Linked DNA regions of Zea mays: region 2 is linked to region 1. Evidence: chromatin contacts called from public Hi-C data. All regions are on one chromosome and are shown on one strand. Each heading gives the region's core, a stretch centred on a gene start, on an enhancer-like site or on the middle of the called end of the contact. The rest is flanking DNA. Distances are from core to core; before and after follow the strand shown.

Region 1 (3,729 bases), core at 772-3,271:
TTCGACAAGAAAAGCCCAAGAAACCTAGTCAAAGGCTTTTGAAATATCCAATTTGAGAAGAAAGCGAGTCTGCTTTTGCTGATGAAGGAAACGGGAAGTCTTCTGAACCAGCACAAAGTTGTCAAGAAGAAACCATTTCTTAATGAAAGCAGTTTGGTTAGGAGACACCATTCTCTGCAGGTGACTAGCCATTTTATTTGCTAAAACTTCCCCTACTTGCAGAGGATTGAAAGGAGAGTGGGGATGTGAGCTGGGAGAGGCGCACTTGATTCACCCGCCGCCGCACGGGAGAGGAGGGATGCACGACATCACCTTTTTCCGAAAGCGGAGTTACACGAGCATGTCATTCCTGGCCAGGAGTGGAGATGAGCAAGATCCACGCGGTTTGAGGGGGATTGAGTTGGATTAGCTCCTGTCCACACTCTTCTCAAATATGGATTTTGCACCTTAGGGCTTGTTCGTTTTGTAGTTAATCCATGTGGATTGGGTGTGATTGAGTCGGATTAGGTCAATAACAAGTCAAATTACACCTCAATCCACTCCAATCCACATGGAATGGGAATAAACCAAACAAGCCCACGTGGGTTGCTAGCCCGGCGTGGATCTGATCCACGGGTGGCAGGGTTTGGCCTCCAATCAACGTCAATCCCGCCCTATCCAAATGAGGCCTTAAATGTTGATGTTTCTGTGGCTTTAACGAGGAGTGTTTACCTTTAATGTTGATGTTTCTAGACTGTTGGTATATTCTCATTGTCAATAGTTTGTCCTATGACAAAGTTAATAAGAAACCCATAAAGCATACTATGTGTGTTCTAGGTGGAATGGTAAGTTACTACATACAAAAATTGATATGAGTGTGTTACTTTGTGGCAAAGTATTGAAGTATTTAAAGATCGTATATTTTTTATTGAGTTATCAATTGAGTTTTGATAAAATTCTTGTCTATTCACATTATTGATTGAATTGAGCTAGATTTTAAGTCATGCAACTTTATTGTGATGTGGTGTATTTTTTAATTGCTGATTTCTGCGGCATCAACAATTGAAATATATTATTTTTTGGGGGGTACTTATTGAAATTGATCATTGAAATAACCCAAAATACATACTTATTGAAATATATTATTTTTTCTGCTACTTATTGAAATTGATCGTTGAAATAACCCAAAATACATACTTAGACCATTGTCAGGATGAATTGATGTGGGAATATATAATTTTTTGTGCTATTTTTTGTTGCGGATATTCTTGCCAATGATAGACATTCTTTTCAATAATGCAGGTGTTTGTCGATAACATAGATTTTCTGAAGGAGTTGGAAGAATGAGCTTTGCTAGAGATCTCAACTTGGTACATCAAGCTCCATACGGTTGCACCCCGTGAGTTCCATGCATGACCTGCAAAATCTTTGTAAAGCCACAGCCTCAAACTGAGGATTGTAGATAGGTCGTCCAATCTACGGCATCATCGCAATTGATAGTTGATAGAGCATTAGATTTTCCTTGCAGATCTATATAGATGCGCAACCGTTTTTGTATTATGCATTTTAATGCATAAGTTCAATGGAAATGATTCATGGGTAAGAAAATCGTCTTCTTTCAAGCGGCAATATAAGGGCTGGTTTGGTGACTTGAATAGCAAGTGATTTATTTTTCCATGAATTCTCTCCAATTTCATTGTCAACAAACCACAAACCAGCTCTGAAGTATTAGAGCTACCATAGGCTCTTAGGGCTAGTTTAGAAATCTTACGCTCTTAGGGCTAGTTTAGATTTCTATAGATTAATCCTACAGGAGATTTATTAAGTTTTCATTCTGGCCCTAGAACTACCGTAGGAAGAAGATTTTGGTTTTAAGTCCGCGGCCCAGCCGAATCCTCATTTGATCTTCGTGGAGCAGCGGACCTGAAGTGGACTGAGCTGGTCTGTGTTTTTCTTTATTTCTTCGTGGAGCCTAGCCTTGACGTTGGGCCGAGTTCACTACTGGTGGGCTATAGCTCATCAGATGGGCTCGGCTATGAGCTGGCACGAATTTTAGAACAGCACAGGCACGATGTTGATAATAACTGTGCCTGGGCCGGCATGAGGCTTATGTGTTTGGTTTTATGGACAAGCTCATGGGACGACACGAGCACGACCTATTTACTATGGGCTTATTGAGCCTGATGGTAGAAACACGAATAGCCCATCAGGTTGAGCACGATCCGGCACGATCTATTTGTGGTCGAACTTTACTTGCCCAATCTAGCCCACCATATATACATGTATGATTGACTTTACCCCCAATTTCGAGCTCTATTAAAAAATAGAAAAATGAGCAATAAAAAAAGGGGAAATAAGTTATTTTTTTAGCTCTATTACAAGTCAGGCCGTGGGCCATCCGGCACGGTAGCACGACACGACACGATGGCTCGATACGACCCGTTAAACTAGTCTGATCGTGTTTGGATTTAGATTTCGGCCCATAAGCGAACACAACATGACCCTATTTACCTGTGCTGTGCTTCGGCCCGACCGTGACGGGCTCGGACCATGCCGATCCGACACAGCGCATTGGCCACGTATACTGGTGGCCGAGGAACATAACAATAGACCATAGTTTGATGGATTGGCATCCAATGGTTCATCCTTACCCTCCGACGCGCACATGCTATCCAAAGCAAATAAACTGAACTGGTAGACCTTAAGATGAATAGGTTAGTGTAAGCGTCGTCTAATATATAAAGAAAATCAGTACTGATCCTCAAAAAAGAGAACAACCGTACAAATCGTCTACAATTTAAAGAAAATATGTATTAGTCATGAAAAATGAGAACAACCGTACCAGACTGAGTCGTGTCGGATTGATTGGGCTTATCCTGTAACTAGTTTAAGCAATCAATCAAAGATTTTCAAATATCTACAATAAGTGTTGTACAATAAATGCTAAAGTGATAGTGGAATTAGTACCACATGGTAGTATGATAACTTATTAAGAAGGTGTTCAAATTAAATAGCGTGTGTGCTCCTATAGATAAGTTGAGGAGAGACGACGGGCCACATGCCTGCGCTGCCGTGCTATGCAAGCCCTTGATTTTGGGTCTGTTTCAGTTTGTTTTTCTGACGATCTTTTCTGAGATTGGCTGTGAGAAAAATCTTGTTGCAGGAAGAATTTGAGTAACATGTGGATTACATGCTGAAAAAGATGAAGGAGTACATACGATTTAGGATCTAGAAAGTGATGAATTTATATTATCGCGACGACTCGACCAATTAAGCTAATTTCTCCCTTAATTCCTAGGAATCCGCATGATATTTAAGTTTTCAAACTAGTCCTTATTTTAAACCATTTTCATAGTTCAATATTATTTTAGGAAGACAAGGTAGGAAGTGAAAGCCATAATGTGAAAACAGATCATACTGACAACCGACAAGGAGATGCTATTAGGGCATGCACAACCGTGAGGTGGTGGTTCGCTTTTCAAAGTATAAGAGACAATTAAGAAATTGTATGATACAACGCCGAGCCCCTACATCATAAATGCAGATAAGAGATAATATATAGGGAGAGTCGTGCAGAGACGGGCTATTAACGAAGAGTTCGTCTCTTGTATTTTTTTTAATTAACCCTCTAGAGACCCCTCAAGAGACACTATGGTACCGTTTGGTTCACATATTTGTAACGTAATAGGTAAGTGATAACGTTAAATCATGTTTGTTTTAGTCCAACCGTAACCAGATACCATACTAAAA
Region 2 (3,509 bases), core at 936-3,435, 79 kb before region 1:
AACCCTGCAATAATAATCAATTAGTTACCATGTGGACAGTTATCCTGTTATAAGGGCGTATTTGCATCATCAGGGTTCACATTGCATGGTTCCCCTTCCACACAAAAAAAGATAAGCAACTAAATTTTTAAACAAAAAAATCATTCAGCTCACATGCGAAAATGTCCCAAGCAGGCAAGTCCAGGCTCCCATTTTTCGAGGGGGTCAGCATAAGCTCTTAAGGAAAAAGGACCAGAGACACCATATTATGAACATCATATTAGTTTATGATCTCCTAGGCTCCCAAGCAGGCAAGTTCACTCTTATTTGGTGACCTCCTAGGGTTCAATTATGTTTATGATCTTAAAGTTTTGTGACCCGGAAACAATGTGTTTGTTAGATTTGTGCTTAGTGGGCTTCAGAAGGGTGATTCTCTGGTCCTAAACGAGCTGGATCTAAGTGTTAATAACTTGGCAGGTACTAACTCTACTTAACAGTCCTTGTAGCCCTCTTCCTTTTTGTTGAATGTCATACATCATGAAGATTGCTAACACCAATGTCTTTTTTCTACACAATATCAAATACAAAAGTAGCGCTGGTCAACACGACTTGTGAAAACATCAACCATTAATTCTGATATAGCACTTTGCTTTCTTGATCCTTTATCTTGTCTTATTTGTCCAATTTAAATGGCTATTTGACATGCTAATTACAAAAACAAAAGAATTGAATAATCTATGCTAGAGTTTGTATGAGTACTTATTCTACTTTTACCCTTGGGTAAATTTTATAGTGTTTTCATTTTACATGAAAGATTATCTATGATAATCCTTGCTCATGATATTTCATACTATGTGATCGCCTAAAATTTGATTTGTTATGTATACTTCAACTGATGCACTGGTTCTTGCTTTAAAAAATAGTGATAGCAAACATGATATGGTAGTTAGATAGCAGGGAGTCAGGTTGCTTAGCATGGCTAAGATTTGATGAATGGGATGAGATGCATTTCTGTGTTGAGTAGTGGAATCCAGTTACTTTAGTACCTAACAAACACTACAAGTTGCTAATTTTCAAACATATATTCCTACCTAGCTAGTGAAAATAAAAGAAGAAATTGTAGCCAAAAGCTTTTCATGCCATCTATATTAGCCCACACACATTTGAGGAATAGTCCATGAGTACACCGAGATGCCTAGAAAGTAACAAATGAAGCACCGCAGAACATATCCGCGAAGCAAACTCTCGCCTTGCATTTTGCATTTCCAATTTCCATGAACATTATCACAATAAAAATATCAAGCAATAAAAAGACGAGAGCACATTGCGCTATTGAAATCAACATTCCACATCAACATGTCACGGAGACGGACCAACGGAGAATTTTATAGCTATACAAATGACCTCTGAGACAAATTAAGCAACTGAACAAAATTTCAGTGACACTATAGTGGATGGATAGAAGAATACCATATTGGAGAGCCTCTTCTTGCGCCTGGTGTTCCTCTTGGCGAGGAAGTGCTACTTCCCAGCGCACCACCGCACGATCTTGCCCATCCCCATCACCGTAACCGCTTCACCAATGCCTATGGAGGTAGGGCAACAAGAAACATACCTGGACAGAGTGCAGGACACACGCTCCATTGTGCGGAAGGGGGAGGAGTCAGAAGAACAAGAGGCTGGGAGAGGAGGAATCGACACTGAGAAGCAGAGATTGGTGGAGCACGCCATTCTTGCTGCTCCCGCCTCCTCCACTCCTCTCCTTTAGCGAGACATCGTCGTCTTCCACCAATCTCTGCTAGAAGGCGACAATAGACTGGAAGAGGAGCCATAAGAGGATCAGGCACGCCCCACTGAGAGTCGTCAAAGAAAGTAAATCGCATAGGCGCCATCAAGCTCACGCATAGCGAGTGCAAGGAGGGATGGAATCACCTAGAAGTTCCAAAAGTGGGAGCCGACGAAGTCCGGGAGAACGGCGGTCGTACGAGAGCCGGCGTGCAGGAGTCCCCAGCCAGACGAAAGAACCCACGCACGGATAAACGAAGACAAGAGCACACACGTTGGTTGCCATCCAATGCTGGAACTGCTCGATGGAAGGCATGGCTGATCTGCGCCCTGACGCCCGCGAGCCGCGATGTAGGGTCGTGTCCTAGACAACCCAGCAGTGCAGATGAGCCCGCTTCGACTGACCCACGTGTTGCAGAACAGCGAGAGCGCGAGGTGGGTGGAGGTTACGGATGGCAACCGGAAATTCCCATTCTGTGAATAGCTCCCATAGCCGTCGACATAAAAATTTTCTCGTGAAAATCTTTATAAACGTTTAAGGCCTTGTTCATTTGTGCTGGATTGGTGGGTCGAAACGATTCCTAACCGAAGTGCTTCTCTAATTTATATAAACTTTGATTAGCTGCAACGATTTCAGGTGCAATCCGATAAAAACGAACAAGACCTAAGGCTAGTTTGGGAGTCACAAAACCGGAGCGGATTGGAGGGGCTAGAATCCCCTTCTTATTCAATTTTAAATAAGAAGGGGTTTGAATAAGAAGGGGCTAAAAGCTCCTCCGATTTCTGAACTCCCAAACTAGTCCTTAGGGCTAGTTTGGGAGTCCAAATGCCGGAGGGGATTGAAGGGCTAAAATCCTCTCCTTATTTTAAACTGAATAATGAGGGGATTTTAGTCCCTCCAATTCTCTTCGATTTTGTGGCTCCCAAATTAGCCCTTATAGGGGACATTTCTACCATATCCTCGTTCCTCACGGGGATAAATCCCGACGGACCGTTTAAATTATAATTAGAACATACACCATTTGTTATTAATGCAAAACATTTTTACTTATACTTATTGTTAGATGTAATAAATCATCATGTGTAAACACATTTGTCAAATGATTGATCACTTAACATGGTAACCATTTATTTTATCGTTAACTATTACACGAAAACATCATCACGTACAGGTTTAACGGGTCCCCACGGGGAACGGGGATGAAGACGAGGAAACATTTACCCGAGAAAATTTTCCCCGTTTACATCCTCGTGGGGGAAAAACTTCCCCGTCCTTATTCCCTATTGGAGGAATCCCCGCGGGGAATCGGGGATCGAAGCTCCATTGCCATCTCTAGTGGAGACGACGGTGGCGAGGGATCTGAGTAGGGGAGAGGGATCTGAGGAGGAGGTGGGTGTTGGCGGCTTTATACATCGATGGAGGTCATAGCCTAGAGGCGTGGGTCTCGCTTGTCGTCTTCATCTACGACGATGAGCCATGCTCCCTTGCCACAAGGTGGAGTAGGTCTAGGGGATCTCATGTGGTGACCATGAAGCGAGTGGTGGCAAGACAATCGAGGTGCAGCGGGGGCCAGGGATGCCGCGTTCGCGCCATGCAAATGGTGGGCAGTAGGTGTCACTGCCATCTGCGGCACCGTCATCGCCATGGGTTGTGGCTGGAGCCGGGAGGAGGGGCTACCGCATATCGAATCTTGACAGGCTAAGACTATACATGTATAGGGTGTTTTTGATAGAGCTTAGTCGTG

Evidence for each region. A called contact is a pair of places that touch in the nucleus more often than the background predicts.
Region 2: a contact with region 1 is called in a Hi-C map of tassel, with 4 times the contacts expected there. The contact joins the promoter of LOC100285951 here to the enhancer-like site in region 1. A contact is called at or near these places in 4 of 25 Hi-C or Micro-C datasets (bundle sheath, ear, leaf and 1 more).

The regions. Positions count from the first base shown.
Region 1 is chr6:144,103,848-144,107,576 of Zm-B73-REFERENCE-NAM-5.0, reverse strand. LOC100191237 (putative glyoxalase family protein) reads left to right here. Exons shown (of 9, transcript NM_001136671.1): 9 at 1,282-1,632. The coding sequence ends at 1,326. Among protein-coding and RNA genes, the nearest start is that of LOC100191581, 8.5 kb to the right of the region's middle. Within about 2 kb of position 2,021, at least 17 of the 20 cell types and tissues checked have an H3K27ac peak or open chromatin away from gene starts, as enhancers often do. A contact at or near this core is called in bundle sheath, ear, leaf and 1 more, where this site is marked.
Region 2 is chr6:144,183,092-144,186,600 of Zm-B73-REFERENCE-NAM-5.0, reverse strand. LOC100285951 reads right to left here and starts at 2,185. Exons shown (of 8, transcript NM_001413922.1): 1 at 1,912-2,185; 2 at 1,450-1,795.